Regions from separate parts of the Mus musculus genome. Here all the other regions are linked to region 2. The links are chromatin contacts, called in public Hi-C and HiChIP or PLAC-seq maps. All regions are on one chromosome and are shown on one strand. Each heading gives the region's core, a stretch centred on a gene start, on an enhancer-like site or on the middle of the called end of the contact. The rest is flanking DNA. Distances are from core to core; before and after follow the strand shown.

Region 1 (3,610 bases), core at 1,077-3,576, 180 kb after region 2:
AAGAGAACTTTCAAGAAAAGAGAAGAAAAAAAAACGAGAGAGAAGAGAAAACAAAAGATCCTCGAGTAAATCTGAAGAATGTTCTCGCTCTCCAGCCCCGTGCTGAACGCTGCTTGGAGCTGGGGGTGCATCCCCGAGTGTCTGGAGAAAACCCAGAGCCTTCTCTTCTCTCTGGTGCCCGACTCCAAGTTTCTCCAGCTGCCAGTCGGGTCAGTAGATGTGCGTACCACCATTTCCAGGCGTGCTCTGAGATCGGGAGGGCAGATTGTATTTCTCTCTCTGACGTACTGGCTTTGGCTATACTGTTTGGAATCTGCCATTTACACTGAAGATTTATCAGCCACATTGTGAGTCCCAACAGGAAGGAACCGGGGGACAAGAGTAGATTCCTCTTGAACTAAAGTGCTGAGGTCCAGGCATCGGCTGAAAACTGAGTTCTAATCGGAGGTACAGGTCAAGTCTAGACACAACATTGCTGGGCTCTGGGTCTGTGCTCTGAGGTTTGCCAGAACAAACAGAACTAAATATACACATACTTCTGTTGCCTGTAGGCCCTTGGACCTTTCTACTTCCTCTGCTAAGAAATGTAATGCTTTCTTGCACTCAACGCTACAGACCTATGTCCACATAAAAACTAAACCTACAAACTCAGATGCATCTGGTGAGCCATGACCTGGAACAAATGCAGCCTAACAAAGCTGGGGAATATCTCACAGCTGGTTTGCAAGGGACACCTCTGAATATCACCACCGCAGGCTGGGGACAGGCCACAGAAGCAGGCACACATACCCAAGTCTAGAACTTTCGGGAAAGAACAAAACTTTGTTTTGTTTTGTTTTTAAATGCTATACTACAACATACAAGTAAGAAAATAATAAAATACTAAAAACATCAAATAATCCTTTCCTTTCCCCCAAACACTTATAATTTATTCAGGATAATAATATAGCAGTATCAGCCAAGGTCATAGAGAACATAGACCATTTTCATCCAAACAAGCTATTTCAATACAAATAATTAGAGGGCCCACCTATTGTAAACGCATGGAAATAGGCGTTACATGGACATTGTCATGGGTTGTTGGAAGTCACTCCAAAGCTGGTTCTGGAAGTGAAACTGGGCCCTTGACTTCAGACTCCGTCCTGTCTGTGCCAAGTGTCCTCTAACAGCCTTGTCTGATGATGGGCAGCCTTACCTAACTCTGTGGCAAGGAAGGGGGAGAATGACGGGCAAAACAGCCCACGGGGAAAAACACCGTGTCCTTGAGAGCTGCTAAATGATGAACCACTTCCAAAAGAGATTACTGCTGTTCATCCCACCATGTGATGGGCCTGTAGTGGGAAAGAGAGGGCAGCCATGCAGCCATGGGACGCTCATCCGTGGAAAACTAGAGGATACTCTTTGCTCTTCCCAGAACACTCTCGGAGCACATCAGCTGCTTGCCCCATTAGGGCTCCACAGTTGATGTTAGAGTACTCAGTTCGATGAGGTTTAGTTATCTGTCTGTCTATTTAGCTATGTGTCTATCTCTTGTTACCTATTCTTTCACTTTGACTTACTATATACTTAATAAACATCCACATACAATACTGAACATCTGGCTATCAGAGACAGCAGCTGTACAGTGTTTTTCACATATCATGAGAGACGAAAACAGCAGGCACTGTCAACAAAGATAAACCTGGGGATCACAGCTTCCTTCAGGCTTTCCAAATAATCAACAGCAGTGCTTTCTAATGGAAATATAAACTAAGCACATACCATAGCAAGGTTGCCAAGAGAAGGGAATAGTCAATTTCTACATCAGCGCACTTGGATGTAACACCTGTATTAGGGGCAAAGGGAATGAAAGCCAAAATAAAGATAAAATTTCCCCAGCTATCAAATTATACAAGCAAGTGTTTTGTTTTGATTTGCTGCTCTGGGTTATGGGCAGGGATACATTGCTATGGACATCGGCAGTGTTGAAGCTGTGCTGTTAAAAACTTGGCAATGTCTGCTACATTAAGTATTCACACACACACACACACACACACACACACAGACACATACACACACACACACTTCTGACTAGATGGTTCTACTTGGTTTTCAGTTGTTGTGGTTAAAAAGCAAAAAGCAGAAAACAAACAAAAAGACCATATGACCCAAAGCAAAAGAAATGGATGGAATAAGGCATTTATTTAAACTTACAGTTCTAAACAGATGAGTCATGTCTAGTGGAGAGGATGGCCCGAATGTTAGGCATGATGGCAGGATAAGAAAGCTCAGAGATGCCTATTTTCCAACACAAGTGTGAGTCACAGAGGGCAAACTGGAAAATGAAGCCAGGAACTCCTCAGACCAGTGCTGAATGACACATTTCCTCCAGCAAAGCCACACCTTGTAAGCCTCTATCAGGGACTGTGTTCAAATATCTGAGCCAAGGGAGGACAGTCATCAATCAAACCACCATACAAACATTTATGTAAAAGACATACACATGCCTGCTCACTTCATCTTTCTGTGATGATAAGAAAACTGGAAACAATCTGATTGTAAACATGAGGAAGTACTAAGTAACTATTGACAGTCAAATTAGGGACAAGTGTTAAAATTGTCCCTTGGATTACTTTAAAATTGTGGAGACAACATAATAGAGTATTAGAAAAATAAGAAGTCCATTTGGAGAGTAGAGTGACAAACTCTTTAAATGAGGGTGTGTAATGCCTATGCTTAAGAGAACATATCAACGGATGACATCAAAGAGAGGGAGAATCGGCCATTAATGTATAAAAATAAGGTAGTTCCTCAAATGAAAATAATTGTTGCTGTAATATTATTCGAACATCAATGTATAGGTTTATACAAAGAGATGAGAAAGCTGACCACTGTGATGCTAGTGGGCTTCTGAGAGGTGGCACTTCAGTTACATAATTCTTCTTTCTTTGACATACTTTGGTTACACAGTGAGCAAGTATTGTTTTTATCAGAACAACAATGGAAGACATTTTCGCTTAACTGAAAACCTTATTACAAAAGCCTATTCTTATTTCTAGAAAACAATTCATATACAGTAGCACGAAGTATACACATTTCCAGAGGAGGAAGTAGGAGAGAGTCTGGGTATCATAGCATTTTAGCCATGATGGGCATTCTTTTTATTTCCTGCACTCTGGATCTATTCAAACCTCGCCTCCTACTGAGGGATTCAGTGCAGAACTAAAATATGATGACTTACTTGGCAACAGCAGAAAAAGAGCATTTACGCAAATGCAATAAAGATAAGCAATAAGTTTCGGTGATGCATAGAGTGTGTTCTCCGCTCGCCTGCTTCTTCTTTCTTCTCTCAGCAGAAGTTCAACTGAAAATAAGCTCAAACAGCAATTCGCCAAATTAGCTCGTCACCTCGCTTGTGACCAAATCACACCCTACAGAGAAACTCGGAACTCCAAGCGTTTGCTTTTTGGAATATATGTCCATTGAACGGGCTCTGTAAAGAAGAAAAAGGGTAGCTTGGTGTTTCCAGTTTGCTGGCAGTGTGATTAGAATAATGCTTGTGCTTGATAGTCACAGATAATTTCCAGGTTATTACTCATGTGCACCCTAAAATGGCGGTGCAAAAAGAAAC
Region 2 (3,789 bases), core at 883-3,382:
TATAGCTCCCTGGGCACAGAAGAACAACTAGGTGAGTTTTGCCCACCAGATCCCCCAGTTAGCAGTTATTTACAGCCCACTGGCCTGCAACTTCAATTACCTGACCAGACATATTCACACTAACATAGTCTCTGGCTCAAATTTAAATCACCTGCCATAGGCTGGCTCTCAGGAACAAGTGGGGCAGAGGAATTTAGGGTGGAATGATAGTGTGGGCAGGCATTTGTGCTACAGTGGAGCTGGACAGAGCTGTTAGTAACTCTCACCAGGCAGTTACTCCATTGGGGGCAATGCAGATGGGCCTCTAGTCAGATAGCCATGTATCTTTCTGCACTCACCCTCCACCTCTCTCTGCATCAGGGTCCCACACAACATCGCACAGCCCCACTCGCCATTGTTTCTTGGGAAATCGTCACCAGTCGGATTCCAAATTTGCTTCCTTTCTAAGCTGAGTATTTCGCAGACTTAGAACAACATGGAGAGAGTCTCTTTTTCTCTAGCAAAAGGAGGGCAGAATATTGGAAGGGAGCACATTGGAAGGGACTTCCAACAGATGGGAACGAGAGTGCTGTGGCTTTCTGGAGGCAATAAAGGTGTCAGCAAATAGCAAGACTGGAGAGTGGGCCCCACAGAATGTTCGCTGTCGTACATGCTGCGTGCTGTCCCAGTGCCAGAGTGAGCTGCCTGGCTAAGCCTCTGTATTAACACTGTGTGGCTGGGACAGAGTCACAAGTACTGCTGACTTTGTCAGTATCACATGATCCTGCTGAGTCTCCATCTAACTAAGGAGGTGAATGGCTCTTTGTCATCTCTTTCTCCTGGTCATTGTGTCCCTGTCCCTTGTCCTTCCCTTCCTTATCACCACTCCTTCTTGCATTATAGCCCCCTTTCTGTTCAGATGATTTGTGTGTGTGTGTGTGTGTGTGTGTGTGTGTGTGTGTGTGTGTGTGTGTGATTTGTATGAGGTATCAGTGTAAGCCAGAAGAGGACATTGTCTCTTCTGGAACTGGAGTTCCAGGTTGTTGTGAGTCACCTGATGACGGTGAGAGGAAGTGAACTGAGGTCCGGCAAGATGTGTTGTTAATCACAGAGCAATAATCTTGCCAGCCCTCAGACTTTATTAGGGAGAAAGAACCTCATCCTGAAGGTCAAGACCATGTGCCCTAACCAATTACTCTAAAATCATTGCCATCAACCCAAAGAAAACCCATTTCTTGCCTAGAATTGTGTGCATGGCGTTTCAATGTAAATTACAGAACTCTCACGGTGACCTGGAGTGAAGCTCAGTTGTAGATCACTTATGAGACTGTAATGACTTAATTTCAACCTCCAGCTCTGCAAAAACCAAACAGATGAACACCAAGACACCACAAAGCAAAATAAATAACTATGACCGCAACAAGGAATACCATAAATGCAAACAAGAGCCCATAGTCTGAATTCTCTCCCCAACTAAGCAAATCACTACTTAGAAAAGTTAGGAAAGTTTCTGAGGTTATGCAACCAGTATCAGTAAAGAGGTCACTTGGGAACCAAATTTACTGCTTCCCCCTTACGAATTTCAATATTAAAATACAGAAGTCATACCCCCTCTAGGCCACTTGCATCCCGTTGTGAACGGAGACAAACAAAGCCAAATGACCAGGGTGGCTTCTACATTCCTGAAGTCACTGGACCTACTGGCTTCTAAGAGTAGCCCAGCTGAGGCAGCTGGCCAGGTAATCTAAGGCTGCTTCTAGCTCTGCAATCCAGTGACCCTTGACGCTCAACTTGTGCGCCAGAATGCCTGTCATTTCTGAGTATAGAGCGTTCACAGTCCTTTCTGGTAAAAAAAATAGGTTAAGCAAATACAAAGGGACGCTCAGGCTCCTCTGTGGGTCTATGCCTTGGTAACCGGGGATGAAAACTGGTTGATCACAGCAAGCAAGCTTCAGGGTCTACCATTTACAATTGAAATGCTTTACTGGCGAGGTTAAGAGTTCAAAGTTGAGTCACAGTCTGAGGTGGCCCTGCTCTTCCTTTTTAATTATCTGAGGTCAGGAAGTTAATAATACCAGAAATCCCCAATAGAGACCTCCTGTGAACTCTGTGAACTTTAAACTCGCCTCTCTCTATCTCTCTCTTTCTTTTTTTTTTAAATGGGTAAAAAGTTCAGTACAAACACAGCGGACTTTCCTCTTAGTCTCCACCCGTTCACACCCCCACCAAGGTCAAAAGTTCAACTGTAAAACAGAAAGCCTTGTTCTCTGATCCACATTTAAACAGATCACTTATTAAAAGGTAAACATTCCCAAACCAAGCCAAAGTCCAAAATGAATCTGTTCAATAAAAATGAAAATATTGTAATAAAACAAGTCTTTGATCTTTATCTCTTGCCTTGCAATTGGACATCGGGCTTTTTTTTTTTTAAACTTTTTGAATCTTATGAAAAGAATACACTCGTGAACTCTCTGCTCACCCAGTTCTTCCCTGAGATTAGACTCTCTAGAAGAGATAAAATCTCAGACGTTTTCAGGTAGTTCTTTGACTGCCTATCTTAAGACAGCAGAGTCTATTCCTTGTGTGTTCGTTCTTTTGCTTTTGCTTTTAAAAGCACCAAGTGTCAAGTACTGTGGAGTTGAGAAGGGTTTCTCAAAGTCGGTGAAGAATGCAGAAAGAGGAAAGAAACAGGACCACGTACATCATGAACCTCGTGGGAATAAGAGACAAACCAAATCTGACATCCTAAGCAATATTACGACTCACACATGAAGCCAGAGGATAGACACAGTGCTGGCATAGAGACGCAAGGCATATCCTGACTTGGAACTTTCCAACTGATCGTCCTATAAGGCAAAGTCTAAAGTGCCCCTTCTACAAGAGCAAATAACACAGAGTCCATTGTGTTCCGAACACGTCAGTCATTATTCTAAAAGGTCTTACCTTGTGAGTCACCCCATTTGTGGGGGCATGAATAGATGATACATGTCTTAATGTACAAGCCAGACTGGCCTCCAACTCATAACCCTCCTGTCTGAATCTTCCAGGTTGACAGAATTGCAGGTGTTTGTCACCATATTCAGCTCAAAAACTTTTGTAGAAAGATTTTTTTTCTCACAACTTAGTAATTACACAAGAATACTGTCACTTGCTTCCTACTTGAATTTTTTTTAAAGAGTAATAAATACACTCAGTTACAGAAAAAATGACAGGACTTGTGAAATAAAGATATGGTAAATGTATTCATAATTAATATTTTTGCACAGCTTATAAGATTTTCTGGTAATATCTAGCACAAAAATGAGACCTGGATACCGCTCTAAACACACTATGCTCTAGATGCATCCACACTGTGAACAATGTGCCGAGTGACCTCTGAGACGCTGGGATGCATCTGCACAACCCAGCCAGGAACAGCGCAGACAGGAAGGAAGTGTGGGGAGAGCACGCGTTCCTTCCTTCTGCTAGGGCTCCCTTCTCAGCAGCTGTGAGGACGGATGGAAATTCCTTATGAGTCAATCTGAGACTTCAAAGTATGGGATACAGCTTGAGAGACCCAATCTTATTGATTAGGATGCTGACCAAAAGGAAGGCACTATATTTAGGAGGGCATTTGGGGGGAAACTAAGCGTTGAAGCAGTTATTTGACAAATGGTGGCAGGGATTTGGAGGCTCTGCAGCCTTGTAGGCTGGTATTACATGAATGCCGTCTGCTTTCAGTTCTTCTACTGAAGAACTGCTCATGATTAATTTTTTTTTCTCTTCCTTCTTTTCAAAGTTTGAAGACACTAAATTTTATTTGAGCTAGCT
Region 3 (3,706 bases), core at 813-3,312, 230 kb after region 2:
GAAACAATGAGATGCATGCTGTGGTGGTCCTTTGTATCTCCTGGCCATTCTGCCAGGACATGAGCTGACATCTGGAAAGCCAAGCACGAAGAGACAGGAACGCATGGACAATCCACAGGTGATGCTGAACATAAAACCTGGGGGTGGGGAGAAGATAAGTTTCTGAAAGACTTAAAATTGGTTCTAATTTATCTTCTCATGGCCGCTTTCCATTACCATAACAACATTCCCTAAGTTAAGAAGATTTATTTTGGCTCATGGTTTCAGAGGTATCAATACATAGCCAGCTAGCCTCACTGGGTTCAAGGTGAGGCAGGGCATCACAGTTATGAGAGGGCTGGGAAGGGAGGCTCCTGATTTCGTAGAGGCCAGGAAGCAATGAGAGGGAGGGAAGGAGACAAGTACTAGCTATTCCCTTCCTAAGCTCTTCTGTACTTACCTACTTGCTACAAGCAGGTCCATTGTTCCAAAGTCTTACCACTTTATCACAATACTATTAGGTAGTAACCAAGCCTCTAGCCCCATATCTCTAGGAGATATCTCAGACCCAAATCATAACATTTAGATAAGGGCCAGGCTGAATGCTCTTATCATGAACCTGGCAAAATTCTACGCATCAGGGGTAAAAGAAAGCAGAGAGCATAAACATTGCATATCTTATTTTATTTTGATCGGAACCCAGGTCTTCACATATGCTAGCAAGTTCTCTAGCACTGAGCTATACACCCTTGGCCCTTCCCGTGCCATTACATTTGTGTTCCAATAATGCGTTTGGAAACTATGTCATTTGAGAAAGTTAAGAAAAGCTCAAAAGGAAGAAAAGTAAGGAAGAAAAGTAAGGCTTTAGCATCCTTAGCATTAAGGCCATTGGGTGGGCAGTAAGTTTCTCTGGAAGTTTTGGCATGCCTGGGATTACAGAAGGCTGAGGGGGAATCAAAGGATTTTGTTGCACGGTACCCAGACAGAAGGTGACTCCAGGACTGACCCCTTGTTCAATGAGAGCTAGACACGTGGGCATTTTTTTTAAAAAACATGAAAGGAAAATAAAAGAGAATGAATTAGCGTCTGAACTAATTCCAACTACTCTTGAAACACATAGTCTGGAGTGTTGAGAGGTTAAATCCTTGGTGGCCCCAGACCCTCAAGGGAAGCTTCAACGAGAGGTCATTTGGTCTCTGTTAATTACTAAATGCATGTTCTATACTCATGAATTCATAGGACCCAGAAAACAAAGCATATTTACTGATCAATATCGAACATAATTTAGCAATCGGATAGTGGTTCAATTGGGACTGGTTTAGGGGTTGAACCTGGAATTTTCATGAAGACTAATACTTATTTTATAGGTAGCTGTGAACAGGTTCCCCTCTCTAGCATCCTGCCACTTTCTTTAAATAACTAAACTTTCAGACACACTGAGTATCAGTTACTGGACATCTAAGGACAGTGTGTTTATTTGGGAAGGAGAATGCTCGAATGTGTCCTTAAATTGCTTTGACTTCCAATTGCGAAGAAACCCGTCTTGGCTCTTCGATCTTGGAAAGTGATGGACAGGACCAGAACTCTGATGTCACTGAAAGACTGGATGCAAAGAAAGAAGTCAGGGGAGGAGGGAGAGAGGGGGATGGGCAAGAGAATTAGCAAGAGGAACAAAACCAGAGGAGCTGACTTGGTGGGGAGAGGTGGGGTGGCAGAAGGCATTTCCTTATGTGACATTTAATGACAATCTTGTCTGAGTGCACACATAGGCACCGCTCTGCCTCTACAAGGGCCAGTCTTGAAGGGAAGCCCTTCCCATGGAAGGGCAAGCTCATGTACGGAAGGGGTTCAGCTAGGCAGACATAGGCACAGATGCCCACCCCCCACGGCAGTACTAAGGAGCGGAGAGGGATCGGTTTTTAAAGCGCCATTAACAAAGAGCTTCACTCAAGAAGAATCTGTTAATAAGTAATGAAAGAAAGTGGCTGTTATGGAGATTAAATGCCCCTGTGTCTAGGTACAAAGTTCAGACTGCAAAGTGCAGCTGTCACCCTGACTCTAACCCCTCAGCAGCCTTAGAACCTCTGGTTCAAAGTCTGTCTTGCTGCCTTCCTGTTACTAGGCTGCCCGGTGCAAGGTCCAGCCAGGGGTCAGAGTTCAGCGTCTGTGGCTCGGCTGGCTGCCTTCTTTGTCTAGCTCAGGCCAGCTTTTCCAGAAGCCACAGACTGCTGATTTAAGACGATTATTACAAGCCACGGACAGATTATTTCCCCTGGATTTTCATGTTTGTTCTTTAGAAGGAGGCTTAAATGGTCTCTAACGGTGGTCTCTCGAGGATAGAAGGGCACGTGAAAGGATAAGAAAAAACCCGTTTCTGAGGAAGAACTATGCTCCAAGAAGATGTATAAATTGGAGATCCTTTGAAGTTAAAGACTTGCCTGAATAATTTCAAAAGTGGCTCAAGTAGTTCACTCTTTAGCCACGTGTGGTCCCATAAATGCTAGATTAGTTCTTTAAAATTGAACTAAGATATAAACTTACAACAGAGACTGATAAAACATGCACAAATGCAAACCAGACAAAAATCCCAATGTGGAAAATGGAAAGTGGGCAGGAAGTTCCCTCACCCCCAACCAAGAAGCTACTTGCAACTGTTAACTGCCTGGAGAGAGAAGCCGAGTTTCTTTCAGTGCAATGATCCTGGGTATATCAACCACTCTCCAGGCCAGGGCTTAGTAGAATGTGAAGCTGGGTGGACATGATGAGAGAGATGAGGGAAGAGATGGGAAGCCTTGGAAGAAAGAAAAGAATATCGAAATGTAGTATCTGAAAACTGCAAAAGTAAACACATTTAAAATCTGACCAGTTAATGAAACTAAGCTAACTTTTCCATATATGACCGTAGCTGAATATTCATTTTAGAGTTGTCTTCCATCTCCTTGTTTATGGCCATTCTCAGAAGAATGAGAGGGAGAAAACCCTGACCAATACTTTCCATGCTTTGCCCTGATCCTTGGAAGAGTTTCAGAGAGTTGGTGAAACATTAATCACTAGTCCCATTTTGCAGGTGAGGAGACAGAGAGCTGAGCCACCAGCCAGGGAGCGGGGTTTTTTACGGGGAGACCACCCTAACGACTTCTTTATCCATCCTCTCCCTCGTTCCTCCTTAACTCATTGCTGCCTTTGATGTCTTGACACCAATCTTTTTTAAATTGATGCAGTTCTTCTTCTCGGTCCCATTTTATGGCAGTGGGCTGAGTTAAAATAAAACACGGGAGGCAGGCGACTCGGGAAATGTGACTGGGGAGAGCATGTCAGGTAAGAGTTCAGAGAAGCAGCGGCGGCGTGACTCCACACTGGCCTCTCGCCAGGCCCTTGTGATTCATGCTCCATCTCCCGGCCACAGGTGCTGGGAGGGCAGGATTTTAGCTCAGCTGCCCAGTGGGTCGGATAGGGCGCTGCTCTTTTCAGTGATAGCCTGGATTAATATTTTACCTCAAAAAGGAGTCGGACCCATAAGTTGGTCCATCAGTCCCCCACAGGCCTAGAATCTAAAATTCTATTTGCTTTCCATCTAGGAGAAGATTTCTTTTGGTTCATATTTTTGTTTTTATTAGGGTATGGTTTGAAAACCATCTATTGGTTTCATTCCTATGGCAGGTATATATGTGTGTATTTATAAACGAAAAACACATGTTTCAGTTACTTAGTGAGTCTTTAATTTATG

What was found. A called contact is a pair of places that touch in the nucleus more often than the background predicts. HiChIP or PLAC-seq counts read pairs in DNA pulled down with a chosen protein or histone mark.
Region 1: a FOXA1 HiChIP or PLAC-seq map of pancreatic cancer cells shows a contact between it and region 2. The contact joins two enhancer-like sites. A contact is called at or near these places in 2 of 39 promoter capture datasets (erythroid cells and liver) and 2 of 115 datasets of contacts at active chromatin or transcription factors (embryonic stem cells and pancreatic cancer cells).
Region 3: a contact with region 2 is called in a Hi-C map of liver, with 3 times the contacts expected there. The contact joins two enhancer-like sites. A contact is called at or near these places in 6 of 484 Hi-C or Micro-C datasets (liver, peritoneal macrophages and spermatogonial stem cells) and 2 of 115 datasets of contacts at active chromatin or transcription factors (hepatocytes and pancreatic cancer cells).

What each region holds. Positions count from the first base shown.
Region 1 is chr16:76,407,230-76,410,839 of GRCm38.p6, forward strand. No RefSeq gene overlaps it. Among named protein-coding and RNA genes, the nearest start is that of Gm52253, 24 kb to the right of the region's middle. Within about 2 kb of position 2,327, at least 47 of the 459 cell types and tissues checked have an H3K27ac peak or open chromatin away from gene starts, as enhancers often do. A contact at or near this core is called in pancreatic cancer cells, where this site is marked.
Region 2 is chr16:76,223,254-76,227,042 of GRCm38.p6, forward strand. The region is part of intron 2 of Gm30507 (a long non-coding RNA gene); the gene reads right to left. Among named protein-coding and RNA genes, the nearest start is that of Gm30507, 24 kb to the right of the region's middle. Within about 2 kb of position 2,133, at least 81 of the 459 cell types and tissues checked have an H3K27ac peak or open chromatin away from gene starts, as enhancers often do. A contact at or near this core is called in hepatocytes, liver and pancreatic cancer cells, where this site is marked.
Region 3 is chr16:76,451,914-76,455,619 of GRCm38.p6, forward strand. It overlaps Gm30615 (a long non-coding RNA gene), which reads right to left. Exons shown (of 3, transcript XR_384973.2): 3 at 2,712-2,770. Among named protein-coding and RNA genes, the nearest start is that of Gm30615, 17 kb to the right of the region's middle. Within about 2 kb of position 2,063, at least 50 of the 459 cell types and tissues checked have an H3K27ac peak or open chromatin away from gene starts, as enhancers often do. A contact at or near this core is called in hepatocytes, liver and pancreatic cancer cells, where this site is marked.